Regions from separate parts of the Sus scrofa genome. Here region 2 is linked to region 1. The links are chromatin contacts, called in public Hi-C maps. All regions are on one chromosome and are shown on one strand. Each heading gives the region's core, a stretch centred on a gene start, on an enhancer-like site or on the middle of the called end of the contact. The rest is flanking DNA. Distances are from core to core; before and after follow the strand shown. Region 1 holds the start of COX6A1 (cytochrome c oxidase subunit VIa polypeptide 1). Region 2 holds the start of RPLP0 (ribosomal phosphoprotein large PO subunit).

The links. Hi-C and Micro-C count contacts between places; a contact is called where the count stands out from the background.
Region 2: a contact with region 1 is called in a Hi-C map of liver, with 5 times the contacts expected there. The contact joins the promoter of RPLP0 here to the promoter of COX6A1 in region 1. A contact is called at or near these places in 13 of 47 Hi-C or Micro-C datasets (alveolar macrophages, blood, embryonic fibroblasts and 7 more).

The regions. Positions count from the first base shown.
Region 1 is chr14:40,403,826-40,410,426 of Sscrofa11.1, forward strand. COX6A1 (cytochrome c oxidase subunit VIa polypeptide 1) reads left to right here and starts at 4,775. Exons shown (of 3, transcript NM_001190221.1): 1 at 4,775-4,912; 2 at 5,060-5,202. The coding sequence starts at 4,810.
Region 2 is chr14:40,219,174-40,225,540 of Sscrofa11.1, forward strand. RPLP0 (ribosomal phosphoprotein large PO subunit) reads right to left here and starts at 4,770. Exons shown (of 8, transcript NM_001098598.1): 1 at 4,746-4,770; 2 at 4,399-4,500; 3 at 3,312-3,487; 4 at 3,124-3,211; 5 at 2,840-2,986; 6 at 2,548-2,733; 7 at 1,093-1,233; 8 at 23-256. The coding sequence starts at 4,452. The coding sequence ends at 92.

The DNA.
Region 1 (6,601 bases), core at 3,525-6,024:
TGCTTGGAAAAGTGCTTCAGTGCCTTCTCCATGATCCAGGCCAAATGCACTTCTGCTCTGCTTTCATAGAACCTGTACCCCTCCTCTGATCATGGCAAGAATAATAGTTAACAATAATTGAGCACTTCATTGAGATTTAGGATTAGGCTTTTGGCAGACACGTATTTATTGGTCCAGGAACTGAAGAGCTCTTAGCTGGGAGAAGTCATTGTAGAAGTAGTAGGCAGGAGTTCCCATTGTGGCTCAGTGGGTTAATAACCTGACTAGCATCCATGAGCATGCAGGTTCAATCCCTAGCCTTGCTCAGTAGGTTAAGGATCTGGCATTGCTATGAGCTGCAGGTCAAAGACGCAGCCCAGATCCCACGTTGCTGTGGGTGTAGCCCTCAAAAATTAAAAAAAAAAAAAAAAAAAAAAAAAAAGAACTAGCAGGCAGAATGCCCCAGATTAACTTTCCTCTAAGGAAACCCTGTTCTTAACTAGGTTGCTTCCCCTACTTTCATTCCAATCCCCCCATCAGCAGCTGCCCCCAGGATTGACCAGCCTGGCCAGCTCCCTGTTTCAAGGAAACAGAACACCAGAGACCTTAGTGGCTTCAGCATGAGTGTAAACATCACCAGCTGCCAGAGAAAATGACGTCAAATCCAGGCCTGGCTGGTCATGGCCTTGGGGAGACTCCCTGCACAGAGAGGCCAGATGCCCTGGGGGTCACTGTGAGAGGCAGCACAAGCTGGGAACTGTCAGCTCTGCATCTTAAAAACACATTTGATGGTTCTGTCCATTCTCAAGGACCTCGTTACTTGAAATATTTCTTTCCAAACCTACTGAAGTCAGAAATTACATAGCTCTTCCTTTTCTTGCTAATCCCTATTCAGAGCATCACATTAGCATGAACTTGACATGACGAACTCTTGGAATTTGGTGTCATTTTACCTAAAGCAAGGTATGTATGGCTTTGAGGTTAAAAGAACTGGCTTGAGTCCCACCTTGCCTGGGTCCACTACATGCTTAATGCTTTGTGACCTTGGGCAATTGCCTGCATAACTTAGAGCCTGTTTCCTTATCTGAAAAATGGGGAGAATGGTATCTATTCACAGGACCATGGTTGGGGTTAACACATGTTCGGTGAGGTCCTATCATATGCCAAGTGGTCACACTAGTGAACAAAACACTGTCCCTGCCCCCATGGTGTGTAGTGAAGAAAGGCAGACAATAAGCCAATAAATATTTAATACAGCAGATGGTGATAAGTGCCACAAAAATAGATAAGGCACATTAAGGCAGATAAGAGTATCAGGGTGGGGAGAAGCCACCTCACTTCAGGGTGGTCTAGAAATGCCTTTCTGATAAGAGCTCACTTCTGAGCAGACCCGAGTGAAGTAAGAAAGCAATTCATGCAGCCGAGGAGGAAACTCTTCCAGGCAGAGAAATGAGTATGTGCAGAAGTCCTGAGGCAGCAGCATGCCTGGCACGTTCAAGGAAAAGCAAGAGGGCCGATGTAGCTGGAATGAATTGGGCAAGGGGGCAGATAGACTAGATGACATCAGCGAGGCGGCTGGGGGCAAGGTATGAAGGACCTGGCAGCCCACTGTAAGGACTTTGTTTTTTTTGGTCTTTTCTAGGGCCACACCTGCGGCATATGGAGGTTCCCAGGCTACGGGTCAAATCGGAGCTACAGCTCCCAGCCTGCACCACAGCCACAGCAATGCCAGATTCGAGCCATGTCTGCAACCTATACCACAGCTCACGGCAACGCCGGATCCTTAACCCACTGAGCAAAGCCAGGGATCAAACCTGCAACCTCATGGTTCCTAGTCGGATTCGTTAACCACTGAGCCATGACGGGAACTCCCAGGACTTTGACATTTATTCTGAGTGAGATGGGAGCCACTGGAGGATTTTGAGCAGAGGAGGAAGATGATCCGACAGGTTTTAAGGTATCCTTCTGGCTTCCATGGCTGTCATGTAAGAAGACTGTAAAAGGGCCAGGTAGCAGGGAGACCAGCTAGGAGGCTGTTGCAATAGTTCAGGTGAGAAATGAGAATGCTTTTGATTAAATTGGTAGCAGTAGGTAGTAAGAAGTGGTCAGATTCTGGATATGCCTGAAGGAAGAGCTAGCAAGATTTGTTAATGGATTGGATATAAAATGTGTGTGTGTGTGTGTGTGTGTGTGTGTGTGTGTGTGTGTGAGAGAGAGAGAGAGAGAGAGAGAGAGAGAGAGAAAGAGAAAGAGATCAAAGATGATTCCAGGAGTTCCCGTCGTGGCGAAGTGGTTAACGAATCCGACTAGGAACCATGAGGTTGCGGGTTCGGTCCCTGCCCTTGCTCAGCGGGTTAACGATCCGGCGTTGCCATGAGCTGTGGTGTAGGTTGCAGACGTGGCTCGGATCCCACGTTGCTGTGGCTCTGGCGTAGGCCAGTGGCTACAGCTCCGATTGGACCCCTAGCCTGGGAACCTCCATATGCCATGGGTGCGGCCCAAAGAAATAGCAAAAAAAAAAGACAAAAAAAAAAAAAGATGATTCCAAAGTGTTTAACTTGAATGGAGTGGCCGTTTACTGAGGTGAGGAAAACAGTTTATGTAAAGTGCTTAGCATAGATACGGGCATGAAATAAGTGCTCAGTAAATATTAGCTATTCTTTCTATTGATGATTTTGGTTTCCTGGGCTGTCTAAATGCAGTCACCCAAGGCTTTGCAAATGTTGTGCATACCTGGCAATAACATCATAGGCATCATGCCTAAGTATGTACTGTGACAGACAGAATCTTTAATGAGCAATACCACCCTGTAAGATGTATGAAAGTCCTTTGGGAAAGAAAACATTTGTTGAGTTTTTAACATATTACAGGCATTGGATATTTTTCACTTAATCCTGTCTCTACCACTGAATTATACATTTCATGAGAGAGCTTCTAGTTCTTGGATACTACTGTATACACCTGGCACACAGTAGCCACCATCATTAATATTTATTAAATGAACCATCATTATTATTATGGATAGCGGTTGAGTAACTTCTCCAGGTGGAGATATTCTTAATAAATTATTATTTGTTGGATAAAGGGATGAATAAGTGCATACTATATTCCCATTAAGAGAGGAGGAACAACTGGGGGCAGACCAGATTTGGACTCAGGATTTCCTGATCCTCGAGCTTGGACCATTTCCATAGCTACATTGTGGGGCCTCACAGCCTCTTTGGCTGTGTTCGAGGATGCCTAGGGATTTGACTATTCTAATTACACCATAACATGCAAAAACCCAGGCTACTCAGAGAATGAAAGACCAGATTGTGAAGCTTTAGTAATATGATCCCAATTTTTGTTTTTGTGAAACCGGAGAACCTCAAAGCATTCATTTTATCTAACTTGCTCAAGGTCATACAGGCTGTAAGGGAAAGAAACAAAACGTGAACCCAGTCTTCCAGTGCCAGAGTCCCTGTCTAATACTCTATATAGGGATTCTTAATCTGGGGCACAGGACTCTTAGAGGGGCCGTGGATGTACTTTCTAGTGCCTTCTTCTCCCAACACTGTGTGCTTAAACTCTGTGTTCTTAGAAGGAAAAGGATTCATAGCTTTCATCATAATCTTAAAAGAGCCTGTGGTCAAAAAGTTTACCTTCAGAGTTCCCGTTGTGGCACAGCAGAAACAAATCCAACTAGTAACCATGAGATGGAGGGTTCCACCCCTGGCCTCACTCAGTTGGTTAAGGATCGGGCGTCAATGTGAGCTGCGGTGCAGGTCGCAGCCGAGACTCAGATCCTGCATTGCTGTGGCTGTGGTGTAGGCTGGCAGTTGTAGCTCTGATTTGACCCCTAGCCTGGGAACCTCCATATACTGCGGTTTCGGCCCTAAAAAGCAAGCAAACAAACAAAGAAAAAGATGATCTTCACTTTATCTTATGTATCTATTTAAAATCTTTATTTGTAAAACTGCTTTTAAATGAGTAGAAGGAAGAAAAAAGAGTGGGAAAGAATTGTAGAGATCAGCTATAACAGATGACAATTTTTTCTTCCCGTTGCTATTTGTTCATTCACACACTCATTCATTCATTCAACAAACTTGTGTTGAGCACATGCTACTGGCTAGACAGGATTCCTGAGTCTGCGAATGCTGCAACGGCAAAATCTTTGTCCTCCCTAATAGAATATAAAATCTGTGATGCCGACAAAATAAAGATATGACAATTATTTTGTCCAAGTGCCCCGAAAAAAACAGGGCAGAGTCAGAGAGGATGGGGAGGAGGGGAAATGGAATTGGTTTTTTTTGGCTGCTCCGTGGCATTTGGAGTTCCCAGGCCAGAGATCAGATCCGAGCGGCAGCTGTGACCTAAGCCGCAGCTGTGGCAACGCCGGATCCTTAACCCACAATGCTCTGCCAGGGATCGAACCTGTCTCCCAGCGCTCCCAAGACGCCGCTGATCCCATTGTTCCACAGAGGGAATTCTGGAAATGGCATTTTAGATAGGGTGATTTGTGCTAGGAATCTCCAGTTACTGTGCACGGATTTCATTGAAGGGAGCGATCTAGGATGCCAGAGTGTGCCCAGCAAAGCTTTCTTTTGCTCTTGACCTCACCCGTGTGCTGATGGTGGGGAGAAACCAGATACTCTCAGGAGTACAGACTACATGCTCCCTCGAACCCCGCGGCTGGCTGCTTTCGGACAAGGACTCTGGGCTCGGAGGACAGTGCGCAGGCTCTTTGGGACTAGGCACCGCCCAATAGGAACTTCCTTTTGAGGTTGTGGTCCCGCCCCCCAGCCCTTCTTTCTGCTTCCGCTTCCGGCGCCGAAGTGATCTAGGTCGAAAATGGCGGCAGCTGCTGGGTCCAGGGTGTCTGGGCTGCTACGTCGTTCCCAGCTGCAGCTGAGGCGGCCTATGTCGAGTAGTGCCCATGGCGAGGAGGGCTCAGGTACTGGTACTGGGGTCGCGGAGCGGGCCTCAGCCCCACTCGAGCGAAGAGCGGCGGGTCTATGACCTTGGCTTGAGGCCTTGAGGGAGGGAGGTGAGACTCAGGGCGGGTCCCCTCCAGGCCTGAGTGGTCGTGCCCCCTTTGCAGCTCGCATGTGGAAGACCCTCACCTATTTCGTGGCACTCCCCGGGGTGGGAGTGAGCATGCTGAACGTCTTCCTGAAGTCGCACCACGCAGAGGAGGAGAGACCCGAGTTCGTCCCCTACCCCCATCTTCGCATCAGGTCCAAGGTACCCCTTGCAGTCTCTTCACCTCTTATTCCAAAGCCCTTAGGCCTAGTTCTTCATTCTCTAAAAGCGTGGGTGTTGGGCGTGTAGAGTTTCTCATTTAATCCTCTCAAACACATTGTCGTTTATTATTATTTTTTTCAAACAGAATTTTCTCCAGTTTTACAGAAGGATAACTTGAGACTGGGGGGGCGGGGGTTCACGGCTCAGTTTTCTTCAAGGTCATACGGTAGATGCCCTTCGGTTTTCCTTTTTCCGAGTCATCCCACCCTTTGCCTTCTGATACTGTTCTGAAACAACTGTCCGTTGTGCAAAACTTGGAGGTTTGGGAAACTCCCTTAGACTGGCAACGTCAGAAGGGGGTTCATTTCTTTTTTTTGTTTTGTTTTGTTTTGTTTGTCTTTTTGCCATCTCTTGAACCGCTCCTGCGGCATATGGAGGTTCCCGGGCTAGGGGTCTAATCGGAGGTGTAGCCGCCAGCCTACGCCAGAGCCACAGCAACGCAGGATCCGAGCCGCGTCTGCGACCTACACCACAGCTCACGGCAACGCCTGAACCTTGACCCACTGAGCAAGGGCAGGGATCGAACCCGCAACCTCATGGTTCCTAGTCGGATTCGTTAACCACTGCGCCACAACGGGAACTCCCCGGGTTCATTTCTCTAAGACCTGGGCATCTGACATTTACTAGCTGTATAAGGAAGAGACTGAGCTTCTGTTCCTCTCCTTTACGCTAGTTATCATCCCAACTGTTTCATCTTTTGGCTGTCAATGTAGGTGTAATAATGTATTTTACATTACTTGCTGTATTTTTAACAAGAGCACTGTCTTTGAGCACCACTCCCACTCTTGTACAATAGACTTAGAAGCCATACAGCAAGGTTTCTTAACCTCAGTGTTATTGACATTTGGTACCAGATAATTCTTTTGGGGGCAAGGGGCTCTGCTGTGAGTTACAGGATGTTTAACAGCATCCTTGATCTCCATCCACTAGGTGCCAATGGTATCCCCCACCACCTCCAGTCTCCCGGAGATACTGGCCTGTGTCTCCAGAGGGGCAAAATCATTCCAGATTGGAAACCTCTGCCCTAGAGCAATGCTTTTCAAAAGTAGCATGCAAAATAACAGGGTAGTTTGCAGTTTCCAATCCAGAGATTGGTTTCAAGTCCAGAAATCCTCATTCAAGTGAACATCTCCTCCCCTATACCCACCTCTACCATTCTGATACAGGTGATGGAATGATTGCATTTTCAGAAACACAGCGCTGATGTACAGTTATCAGAGGCTTATGAGTAGTGAACTTGAGCTTGCTTTTCCCTACTATTTTGTGGGCTCCCTGGAATTTATAAGAGCTCCCTTAAGTTACTGGAGGACTGAACTATGCCAGTAGTTAAAGAACTAAT
Region 2 (6,367 bases), core at 3,520-6,019, 180 kb before region 1:
GAACAAAATCAAGAGTTCAGACTTTTAGAAGTAAGCCTTTATTTCTTTGTTTCACAAATAAAGCTGGCTGACTTGGTTGCTTTTTGGTAATTTAGTCAAAGAGACCAAATCCCATATCCTCGTCCGACTCCTCCGACTCCTCCTTTGCTTCAACCTTGGCTGGGGCTGCAGCAGCAGCAGCAGGAGCAGCAGTGGTGGCTGCAGCCACAGGGGCAGCAGCCACAAAGGCAGATGGATCAGCCAAGAAGGCCTTGACCTAAAACAAGGGGAAAAGTTCATGTCAAAATGGTCTACAACCCTACTACCCACAACCCTTCAGCCTTGGCAGAGCTCTAGTTTTAAGGGCTAACTTCCAAGCCAGTGAAGCCTTCCCCTGGAAGTATCCAGGCAGGGCTACTTGGGTATGGCCTGGTAAGCTTAGACCCAACTCTTAACTAACCCTTCTAGAGGACACACCTCCCCTGGCTCAAGCATACAGTTGGCCCTCTGCAGCCACAGATTCCACATTTGCAGATTCAACGAGGATGGAAATTTGGAGAAAAAAAAAATTCCACAAAGTTCCAAAAAGTAAAACTTGATTTTGCTGTTCATAGCTCTTTACATAGCACTTATACTGTATTAAGTATTGTGAGTAATCTAGAGTTACATCGTTTTATATAAAGGACTTAACACTAGTGGATTCTGGTATGGGGGGGATTAATTCCCCTCAGGTATTGAGGAACTATACTCTTAAAAATCTGGGGAGTTCCTTTTGTGATGTAGCGGAAATGAATTGACTAGGAACCATGAGGTTGTGGGTTCGATCCCTCGCCTCACTCAGTGAGTTAAGGATATGGCATTGCTGTGAGCAGTGGTGTAGGTTGCAGATGTGGCTTGGATCCTGCATTGCTATGGCTGTGGCATAGGCCAGCAGCTACAGCTTGGATTAGACCCCTAGCTTGAGAACCTCCATATGCTGCGAGTGTGACCCTAAAAAGACAGAAAGACAAAAAACAAAAATTAAAAATCTGCTACACAAAAGCATTAACTCAGCAGACAGCTATTTATCCTCCTGCTGTCAGCTCTACTGTGGTCCTGGTGGATTCTTTTTACCTTTTCAGCAAGTGGGAAGGTGTAATCAGTTTCCACAGACAAAGCCAGGACCCGCTTGTACCCATTGATGATAGAATGGGGTACAGATGCAACAGTTGGGTAACCAATCTGCAGACATACGCTGGCAACATTGCGGACACCCTATGGAAGGAAAGGGAGGGGGAAAAAAAAAAATCACACTTTAAATGGAATGTCATAGAGACAACAAAGTCCAAACTCAACAGCAAATAAGACTTGCTAGGTTAGCATCTTAGCCTCACATAGGACACCTCACCTCCAACAAATGCTTCTGGCAGGGAAATTCAGACTCAGTAACTTCAAAATGCTTTTTGCTCTTATTCTCAACATGGACATTTCCTTTACCATAAGAATCACACTTACTTCAAAAGCCACTACTTTGTGAAAATATAAAGTATTAACTTGCGTTCCAAAGAGAGAAAACACATTAAATTGCAAACATGAATTTCATCTACTAGAGAGATTTCCAAAAACCAGTTGGTGTTTATAGAGTGTTTATAATGGCAATGTTTCATTTGCCTAAGAAAAAAATGAATTATATCTCCTATCACCTTAAAACTAGAAGATATGAGAGTTCCCATCATAACGCAGCAGAAACAAATCAGACTAGGAGCCATGAGGTTGCGGGTTTGATCCCTGGCCTCGCTCAGGGGTTAAGGATCTGACGCTGCCGTGAGCTGTGGTGTAGGCTGGCAGTTGTAGCTCTGATTAGACCCCTAGCCTGGGAACCTCCATATGCTGTGGGTGCAGCCCTAAAAAGTTTAAAAAAAAAAAAAGGTGTATTAGCAGCAAAAATAAGCAAGACTATCCCTGGAAGAGTCCCTATCCTCCCAAGACGGGGTACTTGACAACATTCATCCATTAACTACCTCATTTTTCTCATTCTTCCTTTCACTGATTGACTCTATTCGAAATCTCATGTCTTATTACAGGCCCTAGCATAACAGCCCTTACTGTGTGCCCAGCACTGTATACTCATTAATTTGTTAAATCCTTCATCAATTTTATACTGTTCTTGCCATTTTACAGATGAGGAAACTGAGATAAGAGATTAAACTGTCTTTGATTATTATACTGCAAGTCAGCCGCATGGCCAGGATTCCCTCTGAAGCTAGATATGCTCTCAACTATTAATATAAGAAAGTCCTGGAGGAGTTCTTATCATGGCTTAGCAGAAAGGAATCTGACTAGGAACCACGAGGTTGTGGGTTTAATTCGTGGCCGCGCTCAGTGGGTTAAGGATCTGGCGTTGCTGTGAGCTGTGATGTAGGTTGCAGACATGGCTCGGATCTGGTGTTGCTGTGGCTGTGGCATAGGCCGGCAGCTGTAGCTCCGTTTAGACCCCTAGCCTGGAAACCTCCGTATGGTGCGAGTGCAGCCCTAAAAAGAAAAAAAAAAAAAAAAAAAAATGAAAGGCCTGGGATGGACAGCCTGTACCTCCAGGAAGCGAGAATGCAGAGTTTCCTCGGTGATGTCAAGCACTTCAGGGTTGTAGATGCTGCCATTGTCAAACACCTGCTGGATGATCAGCCCAAAGGAGAAGGGGGAGATGTTCAACATGTTCAGCAACGTGGCTTCACTGGCTCCCACTTTGTCTCCAGTCTTAATCAGCTGCACATCACTCTGAAAAACAAGGTAGGTGACAGTTAACCCAGACATCCAGCAGGTCCACAGCAACCAAGCCCCCGCCACCTGCCTGGCTGGCACAGGCCAAGCCAGGCCCACTCACCAGGATTTCAATGGTGCCCCTGGAGATTTTAGTGGTGATGCCTAAAGCCTGGAAGAAGGAGGTCTTCTCAGGCCCCAGACCAGTGTTCTGGGCAGGTACAGTGACTTCGCATGGGGCTATGGCACCAGCACGGGCGGCAGCTGGCACCTGAACAAAAAGGACAAACAATGAGAAAACTTCTTTCCACAGCTACAACCTGAAAAAGATTGTCTTCTTTTTTTCTTGCTTTTAAGGAGCCAAAATTAATGATAAGGCCTCTTCAGCCAAGCTGATTCTCCCCTCACCTTATTGGCCAGCAGCATGTCCCTGATCTCAGTGAGGTCCTCCTTGGTGAACACAAAGCCCACGTTCCCCCGGATGTGAGGCAACAGTCTGCAAAGAGAAGTTTACAAGAGACGGTTAACTTTGAGCACCATTCTTCTCCAGGAAAAGGGAGAAGGATGGACAAAGATGCCCAGGAGGAATGACTGACTTCTCCAGGGCTGGGTTGTTTTCCAGGTGCCCTCGGATGGCCTTGCGCATCATGGTGTTCTTGCCCATCAGCACCACGGCTTTCCCGCGGAGAGACATGCGGATCTGCTGCATCTGCTTGGAGCCCACATTGTCTGCTCCCACAATGAAGCATTTCGGATAATCATCCAGAAGTTGCTGCCCAAACAAGCCAGACACGAGCAATGTTAACAGAAGGAAAAAGAAAGGATCAAGAAAAACCAAATCCCACAATCTCAAGTTTCCGTTTCACTCACTCCTTTTTATGCTTTTCAAATGTCTGAGGTTAAGACAATTCCTCCTACTAGCAGGCACCTGAGCTGTGAGAGCCAGATTTGCCTAAGATTTGCTTGTGGGGTATGAATGGTAAGATCATGTTTCTACATTCAACCCAAAGGTTTAATTGTAGCTTCCATTCTTAATTTTTCTCAATTAAGGCATGTTTCTGATCCACTAAAATGGCTGCATTAACAAAACCCAGTTTTGAAAATACAAAGTAAGGCAAACACAGCAAAACATTACTTGTAGAATTTAGGTTTCAAGTATGGATCATTGAAAAATTCCTTTAAGTTTTTTGTCTCAAAATCATGAAAAATGGAAAACATAATGGACTAAGGTCCACAAAGCTGCCTAACGCCTAAAGAGCAGCATGACCTGATGATCAACAATTCTGGGCAGCGAAGACCCACCTCAAGGCCACCCAAAAGAAAACATTCACTGAATTAGTTTCTTGACAGGATCTAAATCTGCAGCAACTTGCCTCTTTATAATGAATCATTCAGTGCCTCAGACTTCCCCAAAGATGGATACAAAAAAGTAAAAGTATGACCAGAGATCTTTAGAAGTACTCTTAAGAGCCATTTAACCTGCCTGAGCCTGTTTATCTGCAACACAAGGAAGCAGAGGAACGCTGACCTCAGGAAATTATTAAGATTAAAGAAGACTTGCCTAAAACGACCTAATTTGATGGTTGGCCACCTGCAGGCACTCAGCACCTGGCCGCTGGTTGTCCCTATTACTGCCCCGGGCAAGGCACCACAGTGGGCGGCCGAGACCTACCCCGCACTTACGATTATCTTAAGGAAGTAGTTGGACTTCCAGGTCGCCCTGTCTTCCCTGGGCATCACGGCGGTGCGTCAGGGATTGCCACGCAGGGTTTAAAGACGATGTCACTGAGAAAAAAGAGAGAAAATTCAGCATACTCCAACACGCGTCCCCACGGAGCGGCGGGCTCCAAACCCGAGGCCTAGGGGAGGAGACCACTCTCCCGCGCCCGGCGGCCCGAACGGGCCCTGGACTTGCCGCCAGCGGAGCCCCAGGCCAGAGAGGCCTGGACCCCGCGGCCCCCGAAAATATACCCGAAAGCCTCATTTCTCCCGCCGCCAGTCCCCTACGCTACCACAGCGGACGAACAGACCTCACACGAGGACGCCTGGCGAGAGGAGGGCTGTACGCCGGCGCGAGTCTTTTATATGTGAACAAAACAGCCAATCCAAAGCCGCAGACAGCGCCCCCGCCTATTGGCTGGCTTCAACGTCTGTCTGGAGAAGCTGGGTTGATCTATGCAGCCATTGGATGGTATCGCTGCCACTCCAGCCAACGGGACGCTGCCTTTAAACACGGTAGCTAAAGAAAGCACTGCTGTGTGTGGAAGGAGGTTTCTCAGAGGTGCTTCCCTCTGCTGGGCTGGAGCTGTTCTCGTGTAGAGAAGCTAGAGTTTGTGACCTGAGTCCACGTTTCCTTCTGTCACCTGGCCAAGTCGCAAGCTGAAGAGTATGACGTGGAGCTGAGAAATAATTGTACATGGTTGAGAAGCAGAATGGTTTCTTGTTTCTTCTACAGTTCTTCGCTCTTTGGAAACAAAGGGATGCTTTAAAACCTAAGTCTCAGAGTTTCCATTATGGTTCTACGGGTTAAAGACCAGACGTAATCTCCGTGAGGATGCCGGTTCCATCCCTGGCCTCGCTCAGTGGGTTAAGGATCCGGCTTTGCAGCAAGCTGCAGCGTAGGTCACAGATGCGGCTCGAATCCGCAGCTGCAGCTCCCCATTCCACCCCTAAAAGGAAAATAATAATATGGAGTTCCCGTCGTGGCTCATGGTTAACGAATTCGACTAGAAACCCGCATTCGAGTGCGGGTTTGATCCCTGCACTCCGTCAGTGAGTTAAAGATCCCGCGTTGCCTAGAGCTGTGGTGTAGGTCGCAGACGCGGTTCGCATCCCGCGTTGCTGTGGCTCTGGCGTAGGCTGCTGGCTGCAGCTCCGATTCGACCCCTAGCCAGGGAACCTCCATATGCTGCACGCCCTAGAAAAGACAAAAAAAAGAAAACCCACTTCCACTCCCTCTTTCCTCTGTTCCTATAGCACTTACACAGCACACTATATAATTTGTTACATTGTTTCGTGTCTCTATTTTTGCCTTATACCTGGCATAATAGGCATATGCTAAATATTTGTTGAAGAAAAGAATGCAGGGTTTGCAATCAGATAACCTGGATCCATATTCTTGTTCTGCCACTTGCTGGTTGTGTCATCTCAGGAAGCGATTTCACCTTGCTGACTCTGTTTCTTTATCTGTAAAATGGAGATAATAGTATTCACATTCTAGAACTGTTATGAGGATTACTGCGAGATATGTGTTAGGACAACACAATTCCTGGAATGTAGGAGGAAATCACTGTGGATGTCAGCTTATTTTTTAATTTTTTAATTTAAAAAAATTTTTTTGTCTTTTTGTCTTTTTCCAGGGCCGCACCCAGGGCATACAGAGGTTCCCAGGCTAGGGGTCTAATGGGCACTGTAGCCACTGGCCTACACCACAACCACACCAACACGGCATCTGAGCGGTGTCTGCCACCTACACCACAGCTCATGGCAGCGCCAGATCCTTAACCCACTGAGCAAGGCCAGGGATCGAACCCACAACCTCATGGATCCTAGTCTGATTCATTAACCACTGAGCCACAACAGGAACTCCTAATTTTTTAATTTTTTAATTTTTTTTTTTTTTTTAGGGCCAGGGGGCTGCATGTGGAAATTC